Regions from separate parts of the Mus musculus genome. Here region 2 is linked to region 1. The links are chromatin contacts, called in public HiChIP or PLAC-seq maps. All regions are on one chromosome and are shown on one strand. Each heading gives the region's core, a stretch centred on a gene start, on an enhancer-like site or on the middle of the called end of the contact. The rest is flanking DNA. Distances are from core to core; before and after follow the strand shown. Region 1 holds the start of Fam234b (family with sequence similarity 234, member B). Region 2 has its middle 4.2 kb from the start of Gm36582.

Region 1 (4,706 bases), core at 877-3,376:
GACGCTGACTGTGTTCTAATGACTAAATCTGATACCAGGCAAGCAGCTACCTGCTTGTTGTGACTTGTTTCTTTCCTTGGATGACCTACATTGGTATAAAATATGGTTTTTAAGCATATGCAGAGAAACTGGAAAACAGTGAACATCTCAATAATTATAGAACACTGAAAGTATTAGCAGGTAAGGGGCCAGTGATATGGCTTAGTGGTGCCTGGGTCAGCACTGACCACCTGGGTTCAGTTCCCAACACCCACACAGTGGAAAGAGAGCATGGGGTTTCAAAAGTATGCATCTACTCAGACTCACACACATACATACACAAGATAAATAAATGTACATATACAAGACAAATGTTAAAGAAGAATTAACACTTAAGTCATTAAGTGTTAAGTCATTAAAATTAACACCATTGTTAATATTAATTGTGGTGTAGGTTGGCTTACTCCTTTTATTTAAAAAGTTTTATTTATTTTCATGTGCATGGGTGTTTTGCCTGCATGCTTATCTATGTGCCATGTGTGTTCCTGGTGCCCAAGGAAGCCAGAGAGGGCATTGATGGAGTTAACAGAAGGTTGTGAACTGCCATGTGGGTGCTGGGAATTGAACTTGGGGCCTCTGGAAGAGCAGCCAGTGCTTTTAACCACTGAGCCATCTCTCTAGCCCCCAAATTTACAATTTTATTACTTAGTAAATTAAAAATCAAAACATTAATTAGCCATGTGCTATGGTACATGTCTATAATCTCAGAACTGGGGAGACAGAGGCAGGCAGATAGACCTCTGGAAGTTCCAGGACAGCCTGGTTTACATAGTGTGACTCTGTCTCAAATAACAGCAATAAGACATCAACCAGAAGGACACTAGGTTACTGACGAAACATTAGTTGTTGGTGCTAAGTGTTTTGCACGTTTATATTCGACTCTCAGAACAACTCTTGTGGAACAGAAACGGTTTATCAGCATTAAGCAGACGGTGGGGAGACATGACTAGATAACTGAGACACTCCGGGGTCAAGCTAATGCTCTCAGTATTAGCTCCATCTCTTGGTGCCTGTGAGTGAGAAACCAGTCAGCTCCTGTTTGCTGGACCTCGCAAGCCAGGGCAGCAGCAGGTAGAGTGTAAATACTTCCCTGGAAAGAGCTGAGATCAGGAAACCCAGGTCTGTGCCACAGCATACCTCAGACTGCACTTAGGACAGGGAAAAGAGTCACAGGAGCTGTGTGCTTTAAAAGGATGGTGTCGCTTAATTCTCTAAGCAACAAGGCGATAGCATCATTTTCATTTCAAGAGAGCCAGCCAGGTGTGGTGTTGTGTGTCTGTAATTCCAGCACTTACACAGTGAAGGCCGGGGTGGGGGTGGGGGGTTAGGAACTCCAGGCCAGTTTCAACTACATAGCCAATTCAATGCCAGTCTATACTACATGATCTCAATATATAAATAAATAAACAAATAAACCAATAAATGAGTAAACAAACTAATGAATACATCTCTCTCTCTCTCTCTCTCTCTCTCTCTCTCTCTCTCTCTCTGTGTGTGTGTGTGTGTGTGTGTGTGTGTGTGTGTGTGTGTGTGTAAACAGGGTCTCACTATGTAGTCCTGGCTGGCTTGTAACTCTATGTAGACCAGGTTGGCCTCAAACTCAGAGAGGCAAGCTCAACCACACTGAGCCATAGATAAGTAAGTGAAACAAGCAAACAAACAAATCTGGTGCTTGGAAGTGGAAGCAGAAGGATCAGGAGTTCAAGGTCACCCTCACCTACAAAGCCAGTTTCCATTGAGACTCCTGGCTCCAAAACAGATGGACAGACTGACTGACAGACAGGACAGACAAACAAACAAAGCCGAGTCTCAGTGACTTGCCAAGATGGCTCAGGTAGTAAATTGCGCACGCAGGCTTCAAATTCAGTTTGTCAATTCCAAACCCACGCGAACTTCACAGCCCGCGCCTTCTTAAGTATCTACAACCTCATTCTAGGTTCTTCATACACAGGTTGGGGAGAGATGACTTTCCTTACCGGCTGCTGAGGCGCAAGCGACTCAACCTTGGCTCCGCGCCGCACCAGTGACCTGCGACAGTGGGCGCCTCCTCCTAGCTGGGCTCCCGGCAGGTCACACCTTTCCCGCCCGCAGCCCCACGCGCGGTTCGCAGCGAACTACACTTCCCGGCAGGACGCGGCGCGCGCACGCGCACGGGGGCCTCCGCCATGGCGACAGTGCTGTCCAGGGCTCTCAAGCTCCCGGGTAAGGAGTCTGCAGCCCCGCGACCACGCTGTGGAGACCTGGCCTGGGGAGATGAGCGAGGCGAGGCGTGGCGCGGCGGGGCCTGGCTGTTATCTGGGAGGGCTGCAGCGTCCGGGGTAGAGGAAGGGGGCTCCCGGGTGTGAGTCGGGGACCGGGGACGCTCGGGGACACTTGGGGACTCTCGGGGACTCCCGGGGCAGACATTGCTGGAGGTGCGCGGGGCCGGGTCGAAAGTGGAGGGACGAGACGGTTACTGTCAGGTCAGAGCGCATGTCGTCGCAGTCTCCAAGGGAAGGCCAGACATTGGAGCATCCTTCCCTGAGCGCCGGGACTAGCTGCTGCTATCTGGGGCTGGACCAGAGGGGGAGCCGGGGGCTGCAGGACTGTAAGTGAGTGGCCTGGGCAGAACAGCATCCACTTACTGACAGCAGCTTTGCCGCTGTGAGCTAGCCCAGACAGGTGTTCTCCTTCCTCCTGTGTGCAGGAGGAAAGAAGAAAGATTAGGAAAATGGCTAATTGAATCACACGGGATCACACAGCAGGACACTGTGCTGTTTGAATTGCACTGTTTTAACCAAAGTGTATTTATTCTGTCGTTGGCAAAATTTAAACATTTAGGGCTTTCGAAAAATCTGTGGCTCCACTTAAAAAAATTAAACACTAAGTTATAAGCATTTATTGGCTGATCACATAAGACAGGAAGCAGTTATTTTCTCTGCCACGTTAGAAAGGGTCGCTCTGATAGTAAGCCTGAGGCCCTAGGAGGGTTGCAGGGACCTTGTTCTCAAAGAGTTTCTAGTCTGCTACCTTGAAACCGGCCTTGTATTTTAGATAACAAGAGACTCCATGTCTTTAGATCTTTCTCCCCTTTGCTGGCTGCTTGGAACTCTGGAAAGAACAGTGATACGATCTGTCTTGGAGTGTACACAATACTGAAATTAAGAGAGAGGCTTGCTTTCTCTGCAGGATACATTGACTTTGACGAAAGTACCCTGGGTTTTGAATGCTATCTTGTCAAAGGCATTTTCAGCCCTTTTTGTTTGTTTGTTTGTTTGTTTTTAGAGTTCTTGTTTTAGTTCAGCATAGATGATTGCTACTCTCTGAGAATAAAACAGAAAGGGAATGTACCTCGGGGTACAGGCTTACTTAGCACCCACAGAGCCAAGTCCCCCCCCCCCCAAAGCACTGAAAAAAAGAGGTAGTTATAGTCAAGTGGAGGTGGAACAAGAGATAATACCGGGCGAATATGAGAAAAACACAATCCTTTTGTATACTCTTCAAAATAATCATTAAAAAAAAAATAATGGGAGAATAGCTTGCCTGAGCTCTTTTGTGTCTTCACTCTGAGAATGTGCTGCGCACAGAATACTCCTTGGTGTGTTGGCTTACAGTTATCTCATCAGCTGACAGCCTGGGGTGATGGATTCTTGTGTTTGGAAGGCAGTTTGGCCCTAAGGGATGAGCTATGATCAATACTAAGGCCTACATACAGTATCTATATTTCCTGTAAGTGATGTGGATTTTCTTCTTTCTTTTGGCTTGTTTTTCTCCTGGTCTCTCCTTGGCCCTTTCCCTTCACTACCCAAAATATGGTTTGTGGCTTTTCATTAGGTAGAAGTTGCTTTCTCAAAGCTGCTTTTGGATACCGCGTGTAATTGGGAAGATGAGACTGTAGTCCCGGCTGTGTTATCTTAGTTAACTCTCTTACTACTTTCCTGTGTGAAGGGAGCAAAGGGAACGGTGGCTGAGAGCAGGAGAGGGGCTCTGGATTTGACTGGATCCGTTTTGATTTGACTTCTGTGCTGAGGAGCCCCTCCAGGGCTTTGCATTGCTGGGCATGCAAGCGACCAGCTGAGTGGCATCCCCAGCCATGCCCCAGACTAAATGCTTTCTTCACTTGCTTAGCTGCTTTATCTCTTTAAGCGTTCATTTCCTCATCTGCCATAGTAGTGTTGTTCTAGAACATTCTCTACGCGCCATACACTGCTTGGCATATTTATCTCACAGGGTTATTTGGAGTGGTACAAGAGATGGTCGTCCTTTGGAATTTAATTAGCTTCTGACACATTAGCTACAGTTTTGGTCGTTAGTAGCGCATGGGGGTGGCATACGACCGAAGGGTCCATCCAGCAGATCCAGGGACAAAGCTCTGCTGGGGATGCGTTTCATAATCTAAAACCTGTTCACTGAGCTCAGGTTGGAAAGGTGTTTGGCTCCCAGGCCTGGCACGAGGTTAATAAGTAACAGAGGGACAATGTGGCATTTATAAAGCTGGTAGGGCAGCTTATCTCTCAGGTATATGTTTTCTTAGTTTTAAAGTTTGAAGGTCAAACACTGAAGGGACTGTTAAAGCACAATGTTATTGTTGTGGTTTGTTTTATGGCATGTGACTTAGAGAGTCTGTGCCCCTAGATAAACTAACCTAGATTGGGGGGTTATTTGTTTTAGTATAGGTACATATCCCA
Region 2 (4,706 bases), core at 942-3,441, 130 kb after region 1:
GCAGGTGAAGGAGGCAGATGGATAGCAAGCATTCTACGGTCATGATGTAGTACAGTCTTTGAGTTACTTAAAAAAATGTATCTTCCAAAAGTTTCACAAGAGCAATGATTTTATTCACTAGATATCTAAGGTTTCTGGGGTGAAATAATTTGCTCAAACCGTGGATTCAAAGGCCAGCTTTTCAGCTCTGAAGCCCCTTCATTGAGAGAGCCTGCAGATTACATCAGGGAAGATGGGGAGAGGAGAGAAGGCGAAGAGCCGAAGGACCATAGTGTAGATTCACTGTTTGTGATGCACAGGTGGTTGAAGACCGCATTGGCTGAAGAGTCTAGAGGGAGACTTGTGATGAGGGAGGCAGAGGTGGAGAGTTAGGAAAGTCGGAAGCTCAAGCAGAGGCCACTCTTAGCGTCAGAGCTCCTCAGGAGTCCTAGGGTGCAACCCTGGCAAGTCACAGACCTGCTCAGCCAAGCTAACCCTGCTCTCTCCAGCCCCTTCCTATGTCCTGCCCCCTTATGCCCCTATGTCCTGCTCACCAGCTCCAGCCTTATTGAGCACTTCAGGTGTTTTGAGTCTCAGGCAAGCTGACCCTGCTCTCCCCAGCCTCCTCCTATGCCCTCCCAGCTCCAGCCTTATCAGTGAGTCTGGTGTTTTGAGTGCCTATCATCTACATTCCTTTTGACTAAATAGGCTGTGTGTCAGAGATTGTGACAGTGAGCGACTTCTTCCTCCCCTCGGTGACCACTTCCATTCATTCAGCCAATTCCCCACTTGTCAGGGGTTTTGTTTTGTTTTGTTTTTGACTCGGGGTCTTACTCTATAATCCAAGCTACAGTAGAACTCACTGTGCAGCCCATGCTGGGACTGCAGGCATGAGCCACCATTCCTGGCCCATGCTTCCTTTCTCTTAACTGTGTTTTGTCTTCCACATTGCTCACTTCTACTTGTAATTATATATCCATTAGTGTTTCCTTGGGCAAGGTCGGTCTCCTCTAACAGCTGTAAGTTGCGTTGGTGAAGCAAGGTGAGGCTCCATCTGTTTTGCTCTCCCAGTTTGTGGCCCATAGTCTAGCATATATGCACTTTAAACATATTTATTTGATGGAGGATGGCAGAAAGATCAGCCTGAACCAGGGATAATGTTAGTGGGAATAGAATGGAATGGTGATGGTTCTATGTGTCCAGAGACATTTACGGAAGAAGAGCTGACTGAGACTAGACTGTGTGGGGACAGAGGGAAAGATGGAGACAGGGAGGCCATACTGTCACAGAAGCTCCGGAAGAGCTGGCTTCCATGGCATGGAACACCAATACCGCAGAGGAAGAATGCAGAGCACAAGGCAGGCACCACCTTTTTACAATTCTGTGGTGACCTTTGTTTGCAGTGAAGCCTCCACAGAGCATGACCTGTGACTGCTGGCCCAAGGGCGTGGCGTGGCAGGACAATAGCACTGTTATTGTGAGCAGAGTGAGTAACAGAAAGGCCGTCCAGGAAGATTTTCAAGATTGTTAGAGGGTAGCAGAAGTCTAGTAGGAGGAGAAATGAAATGAGCTATGGGTGGAGGTCAGGAGACGGGGTGGGGCCTGGTGAGGGAGGCGGGCTTAGGAGGGAGGAGAAAGGTGTCAGGAGTCCAGGAAGGAAGATGCTCACTGTCCTGTTAGAGAAGATGAAGGCTTTGGAGGCGGAGAATGTGAGGTTTCAGTGCTGGCGAGCAGCTGGTCATTTCTTGAAAATTCTGCCGATACCCTGAAGTGGAGTGGGAGAGGAGCTGGGAGAAAGGGCAGGAACAGGCACAGGCTCTTCAGTATGCCCTCCCTTTGCACAAGCGCAAGCTGGGAACAGGAAAGAGTGGGCCAGAACAGGAGCAACATAGCCTCTTTAAACTACCACAGAAGCCTGAGAACCAGGAATGGACAGGGAACATTCCAGGATTGTGCACACAGCTGGCCCTAGCTATTGCCTGCCCCAGTGGTGCCCCCTCTTAGGGCTGTGGGAAGAGGCGCTTTCCTGTGTACACAGGTGGGGCAGACTACAGTTCCAACTTCCAGCCCCGCCTCCGGCCCCGCCTGGCTGCTGGCAGACTTCCTCTTGGGCTGAGAACTCTGCTGCCCGGTCCGGTCCGCCGCCCGAGCATCCCTCACGCTTACTCCCACAGCAATGTCATAAGGGCTTCCCCCGAATATGATCTCATTCATTCTCAGGGCACTGTGGAAATGCTGACTTCCCTTTGAAGCTGCCAGTCAATTAATGCCTTGGGTGAGACCATCTGCAACCAAGTCACCCTTAGGTCTTTGGTTTGAAAGCCAGATTCTTGCATGCATGTCACACTGTCTGCAGCAGGCTGTTCTGCTCTGGTGATGGTGCGGTGGCTCGACCCGATAGATGCACTCTGGCAATAAAGCACTGAACTGTGCGGCTGGATGAGAATGGAAAAATGGTTGCATGGCAGAACCAGATGGCAGGGAGCCATTGTTTGCCATCGGCTAGAGCTTGCCAGCTGGAGCCACTTCCTGTGCCCTCAATGAGTCAGGAAGCCAAATCTATTTTTTTTTAAACTTGTGGTTTTCAAACATAAATTTAAAAAAATTTTAAAAAATTAGTATGTATTAATTGGGTTTTCATTATCAATCACACTTCCGCTGGGAGAATAGATGATGTCTGTAAACCACAAATCCCATGGAGATAAAAAACAGAACAGGCATTGTATGCATGTCAGTGGTGTGTGTGTGTGTGTGTGTGTGTGTGTGTGTGTGTGTGTGTGTGTGTGTGTGTGTTAGGAGTTAGGGCAGAGACAGGAAGGAGAAATGTCTAAAATTATATTTGCCCAAGTTGAGCAAACCTATGTCTTACATCAAGAGGGGAAACAGCTTGCTTCCTCCTGATTCACTGGGGATGCTGGTGGGTCCACCCCAAGGTAAAGTGCTCTCACGATGGTCAGGCCACCTCATCTCCTGGGCTTAGCTTTCCTTTCTTCAAAAAAGATTTGATGGCTTGTACCAGATGCTCTGAGCTTGCACCCGATGCTCTGAAGTTCTGACTGCTTTGACTCATCTGTGACTCCATCCCGTTTTTTTAAGCACTCCCCCCCTACTTTTTGAGATTATAACATATCTTTCCTTCCCTTTCCTCCCTCCAAGAGTACATTATTCTTAAAAACCAGAAACTGCTGAATTGGGAAGAGACGTTTCTGCCTGGAAACCTCTCCTTCAAGGAATGGGAGGTCTGTGAAAGATAGTCATTTTCTTGAGGGTAGATTATGTTCTGTGGTATTTAACTAGCCAACTCTCATCTAACTAGCTGATTAACTAAATAACCAACCAGTGGACTAACTAGCCTGATAACTGACTAACTAGAACCTGAATACAGCCAGGGAATTAGCAAAGAGCAGCTATGAATACCATCCTCCATTGGACCATGAGAATGGGAAGTCCTGTGGAACCACAGCTTCTGGCAGATGCCAGCTAGAAACCACGGTCACTTCTGTGGCCGTCTGAAATGCTCAGAAATGATTTGCATGCATGCGTTTTCTCTAATCTTGGACGGCTGGACAGCGGCCCTGAGGAGCTCTGTGACACGCACCTGTGCCTTCTGAGCACTTCTCTGTTCACAGGACAGTTTCACGGGACCCTGCCAAGTGTGGAGAGAGGCCCCGTGTGCACTTTCAGTCACATGACTCATGACTCAGGTGCCTTCTGGTTCTTGCTTGTCACCTAGTATGGGAACCTGGGAGGAAAGGTGAGATCTGACTGGGCAGAGGTTCTCTGGGAGGGTCCAGGGTTGGGCAATGGCTTGTTGTTCTACAGGCTGCCCTGACCCTTTGCATGCGAATGTAATAAAGTTATCACACAGGCACAGAATTGCTGCCCTCAGATCATTCAGAGCCACACCAAAATCAGGGGTCGGAAGTGGGGGCTGGGGCGGGAATCTACTTGAATGAAGTAGGTTGGTGACTGACTTCCTCAGCAGGGAAGACATTTCTCTAGCTGTCTAACCTGAATCTACCCTGTTTGCACAGTTAGCCTGTTTGCTCTTGCTCTTCTGCTAGCCAGCGAGGAAAATTCACTCCCCAGCAGGAATGATGTCTAAGTAACGTGTGGAGAAAATGCAAACTCTGCCAATGTACAGCCGCCTGCACTTTCAAACGGGATTGCTGAAGTCCCGTTCTTTAATATTTAATTTTTAAATGGCTTGTTTTTATCATCTTAAGATTATGAGTACATGTGTCTGTCCATGTGAAGGTATGTGTACACGACTACAGGCACCCTTCCGGGTCAGGAAAGGCCATTCGACCCCTTGGAACTGGAGGTAGAGGTAGTCCTGAGCCGCCATGCGGGTGCCAGGAACCAAACCCTTTTGAAAGAGCAGTAAGTGCTTTTGAAAGGCGAGCCATCTCTCCAGCCCCATGTCCTTCCTTGGAGAACCTCACCACTGATCTGCTCCTCTGCACAGAGGAGGAGAAGAACACAGAGGCTCCGAGTTTTCTCATACAGACCTGTCATCTTGAAAATCCTTTGAGGGATCTACTTCACAGCACAGAGCTCTGGATTTCCAGGTGGGACACATTCTCTTTAGTGTGACCAAGGTGTCACCAAAAGAGCTGTGGGTTTGGTTTGGTTTGAGGTCAAACGCACAGCCTTGTTGCCTCTCAGGGGTTACAGGAGACCTGCTTCGCCTCCCCCCACCCCCAGGGCCTCTATTTCCTCCTCTG

The links. HiChIP or PLAC-seq counts read pairs in DNA pulled down with a chosen protein or histone mark.
Region 2: an HNF4G HiChIP or PLAC-seq map of pancreatic cancer cells shows a contact between it and region 1. The contact joins the enhancer-like site here to the promoter of Fam234b in region 1. A contact is called at or near these places in 2 of 39 promoter capture datasets (the HPC-7 cell line and pre-B cells), 1 of 484 Hi-C or Micro-C datasets (the N1E-115 cell line), 6 of 115 datasets of contacts at active chromatin or transcription factors (the 230-238 cell line, bone marrow-derived macrophages, large pre-B cells and 2 more) and 3 of 9 other capture datasets (adipose tissue, liver and pancreatic islet).

The regions. Positions count from the first base shown.
Region 1 is chr6:135,195,861-135,200,566 of GRCm38.p6, forward strand. Fam234b (family with sequence similarity 234, member B) reads left to right here and starts at 2,127. Exons shown (of 13, transcript NM_028982.4): 1 at 2,127-2,241. The coding sequence starts at 2,205. It overlaps Gm36533 (a long non-coding RNA gene), which reads right to left and starts at 2,164. Exons shown (of 2, transcript XR_869506.2): 1 at 2,016-2,164.
Region 2 is chr6:135,321,445-135,326,150 of GRCm38.p6, forward strand. No RefSeq gene overlaps it. Among named protein-coding and RNA genes, the nearest start is that of Gm36582, 4.2 kb to the left of the region's middle. Within about 2 kb of position 2,192, at least 195 of the 459 cell types and tissues checked have an H3K27ac peak or open chromatin away from gene starts, as enhancers often do. A contact at or near this core is called in the 230-238 cell line, the HPC-7 cell line, the N1E-115 cell line and 5 more, where this site is marked.